2 separate regions of the Sus scrofa genome follow, and region 2 is linked to region 1. Evidence: chromatin contacts called from public HiChIP or PLAC-seq data. All regions are on one chromosome and are shown on one strand. Each heading gives the region's core, a stretch centred on a gene start, on an enhancer-like site or on the middle of the called end of the contact. The rest is flanking DNA. Distances are from core to core; before and after follow the strand shown. Region 1 holds the start of SLC4A7 (sodium bicarbonate cotransporter 3). Region 2 has its middle 36 kb from the start of EOMES.

Evidence for each region. HiChIP or PLAC-seq counts read pairs in DNA pulled down with a chosen protein or histone mark.
Region 2: a contact with region 1 is called in an H3K27ac HiChIP or PLAC-seq map of alveolar macrophages. The contact joins the enhancer-like site here to the promoter of SLC4A7 in region 1. A contact is called at or near these places in 7 of 47 Hi-C or Micro-C datasets (embryonic fibroblasts, fetal heart ventricle, mesenteric adipose tissue and 3 more) and 1 of 2 datasets of contacts at active chromatin or transcription factors (alveolar macrophages).

Annotation. Positions count from the first base shown.
Region 1 is chr13:14,041,081-14,047,416 of Sscrofa11.1, forward strand. It overlaps SLC4A7 (sodium bicarbonate cotransporter 3), which reads right to left and starts at 2,028. Exons shown (of 26, transcript XM_021071464.1): 1 at 1,711-2,028. The coding sequence starts at 1,758. LOC102163580 (a long non-coding RNA gene) reads left to right here and starts at 2,191. Exons shown (of 4, transcript XR_001300094.2): 1 at 2,191-2,885; 2 at 6,217-6,336.
Region 2 is chr13:14,176,948-14,183,510 of Sscrofa11.1, forward strand. No RefSeq gene overlaps it. Among named protein-coding and RNA genes, the nearest start is that of EOMES, 36 kb to the right of the region's middle. Within about 2 kb of position 1,569, at least 3 of the 83 cell types and tissues checked have an H3K27ac peak or open chromatin away from gene starts, as enhancers often do. A contact at or near this core is called in alveolar macrophages, where this site is marked.

The DNA of each region.
Region 1 (6,336 bases), core at 778-3,277:
TTCAAGCAAGTGTTCTCTACTACTTAAAGCAATAGTTTTCCTGTTTCTCATTCTATTTTTAGACCATATGATAGCTTTTTATATTTGATTTACATTATCAATTTGTATATGGTTACTGTAGCCAAAGCTTATCTTCCCAAGATTTCAGGAGTATACCCTTCCAAAGTGCTGCCCTGCCATGCCATCAATAACAGTGTTTGATCATCTGTGTCACTGGTCTACCTCATTTGAGCTGGTCCTATCTTGCTGAATACTACAGAACAGGTTCGAAGAAAGTGTTCTTACAATGAATGAAAGAATGAGTTGGAAAGCACCAGCATTATCAAATGCTTCTTTTGCTAGCTAATGAGTCAATCTTTGAGAAAATATCATTTGTTTCCAGCTTTATGAAACGAAGATGCTCTTTACTACTCTGAATCGAAAATTTGCAAATAATAAATTTAAGAGCAGCCAAGTGTATCTGAGGCACGCTATTAGAGAAGGTGCGAAGAAATACATGCAAAATATAGTTTATTCAAAGGCCAAAGAATTACAGAGGATTCCTTAGGACGAAAGGGTTTCTCCAGTATTCCATGACCACCACTACGAGTGATCGTCCCAAAAACCACTGTTAATTGACTTCAATGTCTGGAGGCTAAGTTTTTCCTCCATGTTTTGAGAATTTATGGGTGAACATATTGAGATGATGAATGGCTACTCTGCGGGGGCCTTACGGTAATCTTTAAAAGGACGGGGGCGGGGTGAGAGTGGGGAATAAGTGAAATTCTTGAATAAAAACACGTTAAAAACAATTTCCCTGTTAGTTGTGAAAGACTGGAAAATTTTCACTGCAACCTTCCTTCCTTTGCTGGTTACAAAGTAAGGGCTGGAAAGAGGAAAATTTCTAACACTTCTATGCTCTTTTGAGTCACGGACTATGAAGGAAGGAGAGACCTGGGGGGACCTATGCATCCCACGTGAAAGCAGGAAGTCAGTTTCTCAAGCCTGGGCCCCGCGTCCAGCATCACAAACGCGAAGACCGACCTTTTGAAAAAGCCCACCACCACACCCCTCCAACCGTGAGGCCAAGGCCAGCCTGGGCCGCTGAAAGGCACAGCGCGCGGGGCTCGGGACACCTTCCTCTTTCTACTTGGCCTGCGGCAGGAGGACACTCCTCCGGTTCTCGCCCGAAGAGGCGGCGGCCCAGGCAGTCTGCAGCGAGGGGCAGCCTTGGCCGCAAAGGCAGGCGGCGTCCACGAGGCCAGAGGAGTCCCGGAACAAAGCGCACGGGGGCCGGATGGGGGACAGAAAAGATGGGAAAGGTTCACCCAGCTCCGCGCCGCTGCCTGGGGCTACACAGGTGGAGTCGCGCTCCTGCCCATTGAGAGAAGGGCCGGCCTCAGCTCCAGCGCCAAGGCCACCGGAGCGGAGATCCCGGGGCAGTGGGCCAGACAGAGACCGGCGCGGGCGGGCTGTTGAGCGGCGGACCCCCGGGTTCCCCGGAAGCCGAGAGCCCCGGACGCACCGCCGCCACACGCGGGCCTCCCCGGCGCCGCCGCCCCTCGTCCCTGACGGCCACACACAAAGGGGCTGCCTGGCGCGCCGGCCGCCGGCGGCTGGGGGGCCGAGCCGGGACCAGTGGCCGGCTCACCGCGTCCCCGCCTTTGTCCGCCGCGCCCCGTGCCCGGCCGAGGAGCCCGTCGCCCGCTGCGTCCGCGCCCAGCTCGTTACCCGGGTGAGGAGTGGTCTCATCTGCTCGCCTGCCCCGTCCGCCTCCATAGTCGGCCCTCCAGCCCGCCGCAGCCGCTCCGCCGTGCCGCGTACGATCCGCTCGCTGCCGCCGCCGAGAGCCAGGCGCGCGAGGGGAAACGAACGTGCGTCCGTGCGCAGGGCGCGCGCGTGGGGAGAACCGTGCGCGCGAGAGGGGCGCGTACGCGGCGGTCCCGGGTCTGCCTCTTGCGGGGCCGGAGGCCGCGGCGTGGAACGTGGAGCAAGCACTGAGCGAGCAGGAGGCCGAGGCGGGGAAGAGGGTGCCGCGGAGGCCGGGGGCGGGGCCGAGCCGTGACGACACACCCGCCCCGCCCACCGCCCACCACCCGCCCCTTGCGCCCCGCCCCCTGCCCGACAGCCCCGCGGGCCTCCTAAATGCGCGGGTGGGCCCCCGGGCCCCACCGCCCCGAGTCGGTGCGGGAAGGGGGCGGAAGGGGGCGGGAGGGGGCGGGAGGGCGCCCGTCCCAGCCAATCGGAAGCCCTCGGGGTTCCATACTCACCTTCCCGCCACGCCGCCTTCTCAGGAGGCTGGCCCCCCTTGGTAAAATCGTAAGTGACCAAAAATAAGTGTCTGACTCGTTTTTCTAGTCGTAAGTTGGGTGAGGGTCACCACCGCGCCCAGCTCCTAACCACGTTCTTTAGTGGCAAGAGGAAAGAAGGCAGCCACCCGTTTCAAGGATGCTCGAGGGAGCCCCAGAGGAACTAACGGTCTTCAGGATTGCTGCAAGTTCTTTTTCTCTCAGCCCTGCAGGCAAGAAGCCCAACTCGGGGCCAGTGAAAAGGGGAGCACTCCCGGCCAGGTGTCCTCGTGTGCCACGGCGGCGCCCACACTCGTCCACCTCTTAAGGTACTTCTCCGGTATCCACAGCTCTAACTGGAGGTGGTGATGGTGCCTGCCACGAAGGTCATTGGAGGATTGAGTGAATTGCTATCAGGAAACGTGCATGACTCGGAAAAGTGCCTGCTTGTTAACTAGGCATCATTGTTGACTAAGTTATCTTGGGTGTTTACAAAAGAACAAAAGGGTTAGTGAAGAGGAGTTAAGTCAGCTCTGTGGAAGGAAACTTTCTATTACAGCAGGTCTGGAGAGTTTATTCCATCCATCTCAAATAGGATATTTCTAAAGTCAGAAATAGGTAAGTTTGGGAGTTCCCCTCATGGCTCAGTGGTTAACGAATCCGACTAGGAACCATGAAGTTGCAGCTCGATCCCTGGCCTTACTCAGTGGGTTAAGGATCCAGCGTTGTCTGAGCTGTGGTGTAGGTCGCAGAGGCGTCTGGGATCTGGCGTTGCTGTGGTTCCGGCGGCTACAGCTCGGATTAGACTCCTAGCCTGCGAACCTCCATATGCCGCAGGTGCAGTCCCAGAAAAACCAAAAAAAAAAAAAAAAGGTAAGTTTGATGAATGACTCCTTCCAGTTTTGGGTCTTAGTCTTCTTTTTTCTAAATTTCCCAGAGTTACTTCTAGGCACACGTTATTTTTTTATTGTATAAAGAGCACATGTGCTACCATTTAAACTACAATCTGACACTGTACATTAATGCAAACTCCATCTCTAATCCTCCCACTACAATATATGTTCTGTTATCCCCATTTTAGGGATAAAGAAGCTGAGGCACAGGGAGATAATTGGTTTTAAATCCTAGTTAGTGGAACTGCGCTTTCCATTGCACCATTCTAATGCCTCATTAAAGAAAGTTCAACAGGGATTTCCCCTTGTGGCTCAGCAGTAACGAACCCAACTAGTATCCATGAGGATGCCGGTTTGATCCCTGGCCTTGCTCAGCAGATTAGGGATCCAGCATCGCTATGAGCTGTGGTGTAGGTCGCAGACACGGCTCACATCCCTCGTTGCTATGGCAACAAGGTAATTTTTTTTTTTTTTAGGAGATAATATTCCTTTCTCAATCCTGTAAGGGGTCACAATGACCCACTACTCACATTGTTGAACTATGTAAACTGTCAGAGTGGGTTTTTCAATTTTTGGCTGCCCCTAGGCATATGGAGTTCCTGAGCCAGGGATCAGATTCAAGCCTCAGTTGCAACCAAAGCCACAGCTGCAGCAAAGCCAGATCCTTAACCCACTGTGCCAGCCTGGGATCCAGCTTGAATCCCAGCACTCCCAAGATGCAGCGTTCCCATTGCAGGGGGAAGTCAGTGTAGAATTTTTATGTAGAATTCTTTATCTCCAAAACTTAAATAACTGTGCTTTGACTGCTAATGGGCAAACCAGTCCTCAGAGCTTTCTGAAAGACTGTCTCCTGGGTTAAAACCCTCAGGCTGCCTCAAAAATTGTCCATTTCTTTCTTAGATTACTGTCAATTAACTTTTCTGTGGACACACACACACTAATGTGTGCTCCATATAAGCCTCATGCAATTTTTTTCATCTGTTACATTTCCTATTCTATTACCAGCATGCATAGCCGATTGCTTGGCCTTGGTAAACTCTCAGTACCTATATTAAATGAATGAAAGTGGGAGGTGGGGAAGCTGAAGACCAACATTCTTTAAGAACTAGGAGTACCCTGGGAGACAGCTGAGGATATGGCCAAAGTAGTGACAGGAGCAAAGTATGAGCCTATGCCCTTGGAGTCAGAGTTGAAAAGCTAAGTAGGCAACTTCAATAAGAGCTTACAAATATATGCTCAGGAGACCATGCTAGAAAATGTTTCTCATAATTCAACTTGTGAAAAGGGGGGAAAAAATGACTTATTTAGTCCACAATTATTTTTTGAGTGATTTCTGTGTTGCCATGCACTTTGTCCCCTCCTCACTTCATCCCAACTGCTGGAAAAATAATGTAATAAAGGCCTGAATTATGGAATTTATTACTCTCAATTGCCACTTAACTCATACTCAGCCAGAGTTCAATCCTGAGGTGATAGTGGTAAAAAGTGAATAAGGATAATGTGTTAAAATTACTTTAATGCCAATGACGATAGCTATAAAACTTTCAAAGCTGCTGAAAGTCAAACTGTTCCCTCAGTGTGTGTATATATATATATATATATATATTTTTTTTTTTTGGTCTTTTTTTAGGGCCACACCTGCAACATATGGAGGTTCCCAGGCTAGGCGTCCAATCTGAGCTGTAGCCGCCAGCCTACATCACAGCCATAGCAAAACAGGATCCTAGTCACATCTGCGACCTACACCACAGCTCACAGCAACGCCAGATCCTTAACCCACTGAGCAAAACCAGGGATCGAACCCACATCCTCATGTTGCAGCTCAGCATCTGCAACCTACACTGAAGCTTGCAGCAATGTTGGATCCTTAACCCACTGAGTGAGGGCAGGGATCAGACCTGTATCCTCATGGACACTATGTCAAGTTCTTAACCTGCTGAGCCACAATGGGAACTCCTCTCTTAGTATTTTTTTTTTTTTTTTTGACTTTTTGCTATTTCTTTGGGCCGCTCCCGCGGCATATGGAGGTTCCCAGGCTAGGGGTCAAATCGGAACTGTAGCCACCGGCCTACGCCAGAGCCACAGCAACGCAGGATCCGAGCCGCGTCTGCAACCTACACCACAGCTCACGGCAACGCCGGATGTTAACCCACTGAGCAAGGGCAGGGATCAAACCCGCAACCTCATGGTTCCTAGTCGGATTCGTTAACCACTGCGCCACGACGGGGACTCCTCTCTTAGTATTTTAAATATTCATCCAAAATGTAGCACAGGGAAACATTTGCTAAACAAAGATGAATCTGAACCTAAATTCAATGCTAACAATGAATTTAGAGCACCTACAATTAAAGACATGTAGCTTTATCCCAAATCTGGGACATTTCCTGGGTTTCTGGAACAGTAGGTAATGGCAGAAACTTGGATACAACCCCATGGAAGATCTTCCTCTTGAGGCATGAATAATCTTCCTTACATGGTCCTCTGTGAGCCAGAACACATTTTGTAAAGACAAATAGGAGTTTCCCTGTCATTTTGAAAAGCCTAGAACCATCCTTAACTTTTAGCTGAGGATCTTTTGACAACTATGCATTATCTCTTCCTTGCCTTTCTCAGTGCTAGTAGACATTTAAATGTTCCCAAACATCTGATTCTATAAGGAAAACAAAACTCCTTAGAAGAGTGTTTGCAAGAGCACCAGGGCAGCCTCAATGGAGAAAAGACAAAAGGAAAATAATTGAGGGAGTTCCTGTCCTGGCTCAGCTGATTAGTATCCATGAGGATTCAGGTTGGATCCCTGGCCTTGCCCAGTGAGCTGAGGTGTGGGTCACAGACTCAGCTTAGATCTTGCGTTGCTGTGGCTATGATGTAGGCCAGCAGTTGCAGCTCCAGTTCGACCCCTAGCCTGAGAGATTCCATATGCCATGGGTTCAGCCCTAAAAAAAAAAGAAAAAGAAAGAAAGAAAGAAAGAAAGAAAGAAAGAAAGAAAGAAAGAAAGAAAGAAAGAAAGAAAGAGAAAGAAAATAATTGAAAAAATTGTTACTCTTTATTTCTGTAGACTAGGCCTACAGGTAACGGGGAAAAAAAAAAAAAAAACAGAAAACAGAAAAACCAGACCTGATGTCATGGAGGTCAGAGTGGAGATGGAGGAATGCAACAGATGCCAACAATGCAATGT
Region 2 (6,563 bases), core at 319-2,818, 140 kb after region 1:
GTGTCTGACACAAGTTGGTGGCTCATTCCCGTCTGGTGAGTGACAGTGTGAACAACACTAGCATGGGGGTGGTACCTGCCTCTAGGCATGTGGTGACAAGGAGCTGTGCTTCCCGGGCCCTCTGGAGCCTCCCAGTCTCCATTGACGGCAATGATGATGAGTTATTTTGAAAACAAATACAAACATGCAAGTCAGTTAAGCAAGATCCCAGGGTTGTGAAAGCCCATTTTCTAGAGGAGAACAGGGAAGGGGGATCGGAGATCATATCATGGCTCATTTCAAGTGTCGTATCACAAAATCATGCTCTTGTCACCAAATTTACTGCCTCCTTGTCACTAAGATAAGAAAGGCTTTATCAGCCGCCTTGCATCTTCTGTTCCTTGGGAAGGAACAGAGAAGAGTGTGGGTTTCCCTCGTCTGGTACCCAACCTCCTCCTGTCTCAGCGGCCAAGGTTAAAGTACAACCACACAGTGAGACCACTTAGGTACTATCACTGGAACCATCGCAGTGGAGGCAGAACTGGACCCAAAGGCTTCCTGGACCTAAGACCTGTGAGTCAGGCTGTGCCCATTAGAGACACATCAGATGAGGACTGGCCTCTCTCCCTGGCTCTGATCCCAGAGTTTTGGACCGCCATCTCTTCATTGAGGTGAACTCTGTCAGGCAAATGGAAAGTGTTGTCTAGATTAGATGTGATAAGAATAAAAGTTCCTTTTTTTTTTTGTCTTTTTCTAGGGCGGCTTCCCACGGCATATGGAGGTTCCCAGGCTAAGGGTCTCATCGGAGCTGTAGCCACTGGCCTACACCAGAGCCACAGCAACTCAGGATCCAAGCCACATCTGCAACCTACACCACAGCTCATGGCAACGCCGGATCATTAATCCACTGAGGAAGGCCAGGGATCGAACCTGCAACCTCATGTTTCCTAGTCAGATTCGTTACCCACTGTGCCACGATGGGAACTCCAGAATAAAAGTTCTTGCTGTTAATAATAACTATTGATTACAACCTGTTAATTATATAGTAATTAATACTGATGGTAGTTATTATTACTATTATTTTCTTTTTAGGGCTACACCCAAAATACATGGAAGTTCCTGGGCAAGGGATCAAATTGGAGCTGCAGCTGCCGGCCTACACCCCAGCCACAGCAACACAGGATCTCAGCTACATCTGAGACTTATGCTTCAATAACCCACTGAGCAAGGCCAGGGATCAAACCTCCATCCTCATGAATACTAGTCAGGTTCTCAACCTGCTGAGCCACAGTGGAAACTCTGATAGTAGTTATTATTATTTCTTTTATTTTTAAAAACTTATTTTTATTTTTGGTCATGTCCGCAGCACGTGGAAGCGCCTGGGCCAGGGATTGGACCCACTCCACAGCAGTGACCTAAGCCACTGGGCCACCAGGAAACTGACAGGAGCCACTGGGCCACCAGGAAACTTCTGAAGGTAGCTATTATTCACTACTGGTAGCTATTTCTATGTCAGACATAGGGTGGAGACAGCGAGTAAGGGTTGGAAACCGCCATGAGAAGTCCCAGGAATGGACGGGTGCCTCTCCTGCTCTTGTCAATTCTGCCCCCTAGAGGCCTGAAGCCTGGGAGGTCGCTGAGTGCCACAGCCCCTACTAGCCTCAGGCTGCAGGACACCCATGGACTTGCAGCCTCGCTAGACTCAGAGCTGGAGGAAGGAACCTCAGAGATCAGGCTGGAGAGGGGAAGGGGTCTCTTCAAATCCAGCTGTCTGTCTGTTTTCCTTGGAGAAATGTCTGTTTAGGTCTTCTGCCCATTTTTTGATTGGTTGTTTGGTGTTTTGATATTGAGCTGCACGAGCTGTTTGTATATTTTGGAGATGAATCTCTTGTGGGTTGCATTACTTGCAAATATTTTCTCCCATTCCATAGGTTGTATTTTCGTATTGTTTATGGCTTCCTTTGCTGTGCAGAAACTTTTCAGTTTAATTAGGTCCTATTTGTTTATTTTTGTTTTTATTTTCATTACTGTAAGAAGTGGATTCAGGAGTTCCCGTGGTGGCTCAGTGGTTAACAAATCTGAGTGGGAACCATGAGGTTGTGTGTTTGATCCCTGGCCTCGCTCAGTGGGTTAAGGATCTGGCGTTGCTGTGAGCTGTGGTGTAGGTCACAGACTCGGCTTGGATCCCACGTTTCTGTGGCTGTGGCATAGGCTGGAGGCTACAGCTCCAATGAGACCCCTAGCCTGGGAACCTCCATATGCCGCGGGAGCGGCCCCAGAAAAAAAAAAAAAGACAAGAAGTGATTCAAAAATATACTTCTGTGATTTATATCAGCATGTTCCGCCTATGCTATCCTCCAAAAGTTTTATAGCGTCTGGCCTTATATTTAGGTCTTTAATCCATTATGAGATTGTGTGTGTGTGTGTATGGTGTTAGAGAATGTTCTAACTTCATTCTTCTCCATGTAGCCGTCCAGTTGAAGTAAGTCAGACAGATAAAGACAAATAGCATAAGATACCACTTATGTGTGGAATCTAATTTAAAAAATAGATACAAATGAACTTATTTACAAAACAGAAACAGACTCACGGATTTCGTAAATAAACTTACGGTTACCTAAGGGGAAAGGTGGGGGAGAGGGATAAATTGGGAGTTTAGGATTAACATATACAAACTACCATAAATAAAATAAGTAATCAACAAGGACCTGCTTCAGAGCACAGAGAACCCTACTCAAGATTCTATAATAACCTATATGGGAAAAGAATCTGAAAAAGAATAGATGTATGTATATGTATAACTGAGTGACTTTTCCATACAGCTGAAACTCACACAACATTGTAAAGCAACTACACTCCAATAAAATTTAAACAATAAACTTTTTTTTTTTTTTCTCTTAGGGCTGCACCCATGGCATATGGAGGTTCCCAGGCTAGGGGTCGAATCGAAGCTGTAGCTACCAGCCTACACCACAGCCACAGTAACTCGGGATCCGAGCCATATCTGCAACTTACACCACAGCTCCAGGCAATGCTGGATCCCTAACCCACTGAGGGAGACCAGGGATCGAACTTGCGTCCTCGTGAATGCTAGTCAGATTCATTTCTGCTGAGCCAAGACAGGAACCCAAATAAAATAAAAATTTTTTAAATAAAAATAAAGCTCAGGCCACCTCTTACAGCCTGAAAGAGACACAGTTGGGTTCTCCTAGACCCTTAAAATGCAAGGTACTTTCTTGGATTATCAGGGCAGTTTGGGGGGCTAGAAGAAACAGCTTACAGGTTAGAATATAAAGGAGTTCCTTGGTGGCACAGCGGGTTAAGGATCCAGTGTTGTCACTGCAGTGGCTTGAGGCACTGCTCTGGCACATGTTTGATCCCTGGCTAGGAACTTCCACGTGCCTGGACACAGGCAAAAACAAAACAAAATAAAAACAGGTTTATAATTTGTCTTAGAATGGATCATGTCCTAACACCCTATTTCCCCTTATTTTTTTTTTTCAAAATAAAATGTCTTGGTTAACAAGTAAAATACAGTAAGAATCTAATTTGTGTGGTAATAACTTGTATAGGAGCATCAGTCTGTAGTCTATGTGGGAGCTGGGAAACATTCTAGGCTTTATGTTCAAACATAAGGAATTTTGCTAACTCTTACTCAGAGGTGTGTGTGGTGTGTATGTGTGTGTGTGTGTGTCTGCACTTGCAGTACATGGAAGTTCCTGGACCAGGGACTGAATCTGAGACACAGCTGCCATCTACACATCTATGGCTATGGTAATGCCAGACCCTTAACCCACTGCACCACAGCAGGAACTCCACAGAGGGTTTTTTTTTAGAATTTTTTTTTTTTGGCTGTGCCCATGGCATGCAGAATTTCTTGGGCCAGGGATCAAACCCATGCCACAGCAGCAACCCAAGCCACTGCAGTAACAATGCCAGATCCCTAACCCACTGTGCCGCAAGGGGACTCCAGATGAATTCTTTTTTTTACTGAAGTATAATTGACCTACAATATATACTAGTTCCAGGTGTACAATGTAGTGCTTTGACATTTATATACATTTCACATGAATCAGCACAATGTCTCATAACCATATGTGGCCAATGCACAGTTATTATGATATCATTGACTATATTTCCTGTGCTGTACATATGTGCCTGTGACTTATTTAGTTTAGAACTGGAAGTTTGTACCTCTTAAACCACTTCAAGTATTTCACCCAACCCCCCATCACCCTCCCCTCTAGCGACCACCAGTTTGTTCTCTGCATCTGTGAGTCTGTTTCTGCTTGGTTTATGTGGTATTTAGATTTCACATATAAGTGAAATCATACAGTATTTCTCTTTCTCTGCCTGACTTATTTCACTTAACCCAACCTAATACTCTCTAGGCCCATGCACATCTTTCCAAATGGCAAGATTTCAATTTTTTTTATGAGCGAGTAATATTCATATATATTATCTCACAGTTTTAAAATTATTCCAAAAAACTTCCTTATGTGATTTTCTAGCCCTAAACAAATCAGGAGAAAGGAATTAAGAACTAAATCCTAACACTATTAAAGTCAGGCATCCTGGGGATTTCCCGTGGTAGCTTAGCGGCTGACAAATCCAACCAACATCCATGAGGACGGGGGTACAATCCCTGGCCTCGCTCAGTGGGTTAAGGATCTGGTGTCGCTGTGAGCTGTGGTGTAGGTCACAATGTGGCTCAGGTCTGGCATTGCTGTGGCTGTGGCTGTAGGCCAGCAGGTGTAGCTCCGATTCGACCCCTAGACTGGAAACTTCCATATGCCACAAGTGTGGCCCTAAAAAGCAAAAAAAAAAAAAAAAAAAAGTCAGGCATACTGCCGCAGGAAAATAGGGAGTCATGACAAAAGTCCTCTAGGAAAACCAGCCCAGTGAGCACTTGGCCTCAGGGCTCCAGTAATTCCTGGGAAGGCTGCCTGGCTGCCTGGCCAGCGGGAACAGTGAACAGATCACATGCGGTCAGACGGATGCCCCAATCCCACAGAACTAAGCTCACATGCAATTTACCTTGCTGAGAAAGGCTGGAAAGGATATATTTTAAATATTTCCCATGAAAAGTGTGGGATGTTTTTTCCTTCAAAACTTTTTTTTTTTCATTAAAAATTATCCTGGAATAAGATTGACTATTGGTGGTGTGTACAGTTCTGTACACATTTGTGACCCCCCCGTTGCAATCAGGATGCAGGGTAGTTCTATCACCCAACAATCCTCCCTCATGAAAGGTGTATACATTTTTTTCATTTAAAATGTTTATTGACATCTAGTTAATTTACATTGTTGTGTTAATTTCTGCTGCACAGCAAAGTGACTCCATCATACGTATACACATATCCATCCTTTTTCAGATCCTTTTCCCGTGTAGGTTATCACAGAATATTGAGCGGAGTTCCCTGGGCCATCCCTGTTCCCAACAGGTCTCCGTTGCCATCCATTCTATATACAACAGTGTGCACATGCCAATCACAAACCCCCAGTCCATACCTCCCCACACCTGTCCCATTTGGTAACCACAGGCTTGTTTTCAAAGTCTGTGAGTCTGTTTCTGTTTTGTGTATAAGTTCCGTTGTATTATTTTTTAAAGATTCCACATACAAGGGTGCATACATTCTGAAATTATATTGAAATAAGTGGTTGCTTCCAGCTGTGACATTCATTACTATGAAATTTTCATTTTCCCCCAGTTATGGTCAAGGAAGGGCTACTAGATCATGAACCTGCCTCATCTTGGAAGAACTGCAAGTGCACTTCAGGAATGACTGTCTAGACTATTTTCTAGATTCTCTCTTCCACCTGGTCAAAGCTTAACATCTCCTGTGGACTTTGTCTTTCCCAGTTGTGTCCTTTTTTTAAATCTCTTAATGTCTTTCCGAAGGTGCTATTTTTTTTTTTTGTTTTTTTTAAAGACTGTGTTCTCCAATAAAACCAAACCAGGAACTTCAGCTTTGACCATGGAGAGAGAATGAATGGACAGGAGCAAGTGTAGACCAAGCAAGCAGAGGGACTGGGCCTCCTCTGCCAGCATCCTTGGTGTGTCTCTGTGTGAGCTGTCTCACCGTGATTATGGTGGCCGCAGGCACTGGGATCCCTCTGTGTCAGTCTGACCCGAGTGTCAAAGCCCCATTCTCAGGGACTCATTGATTAAACCATAAAAAGTATAGAGGGAGTTCCCTGGTGGCTCTGTGGGTTAGGGATCCAGCATCACTGCTGTGGCCCAGGTCCGATCCCTGGCCCAGAAACTTCCACAAGCCGTGGGTGCAGCTAAAATAAATAAGTAAATGAATTGATTTAAAAATTTTAAAAAATAAAAAGCGTATAGAATTAATACCGCAGAAAACCAAGTAGGAAACTACCTAAAACTAATACAACATTGTATATTAACTGTACTCTAATATAAAGTAAAAATTAAATTAAAAAACAAATAAATTGATAATGCTGAAGATTTCCAAAAAAGGCAAAAAAGAAAGAAAGAATATTTCCAGGGCCCTGAGTTATCAGAATTTTACCAGACCCTTGCTTATTGTAAAGTTTCTCCAGAGCTGTTTTGATGGGAAATG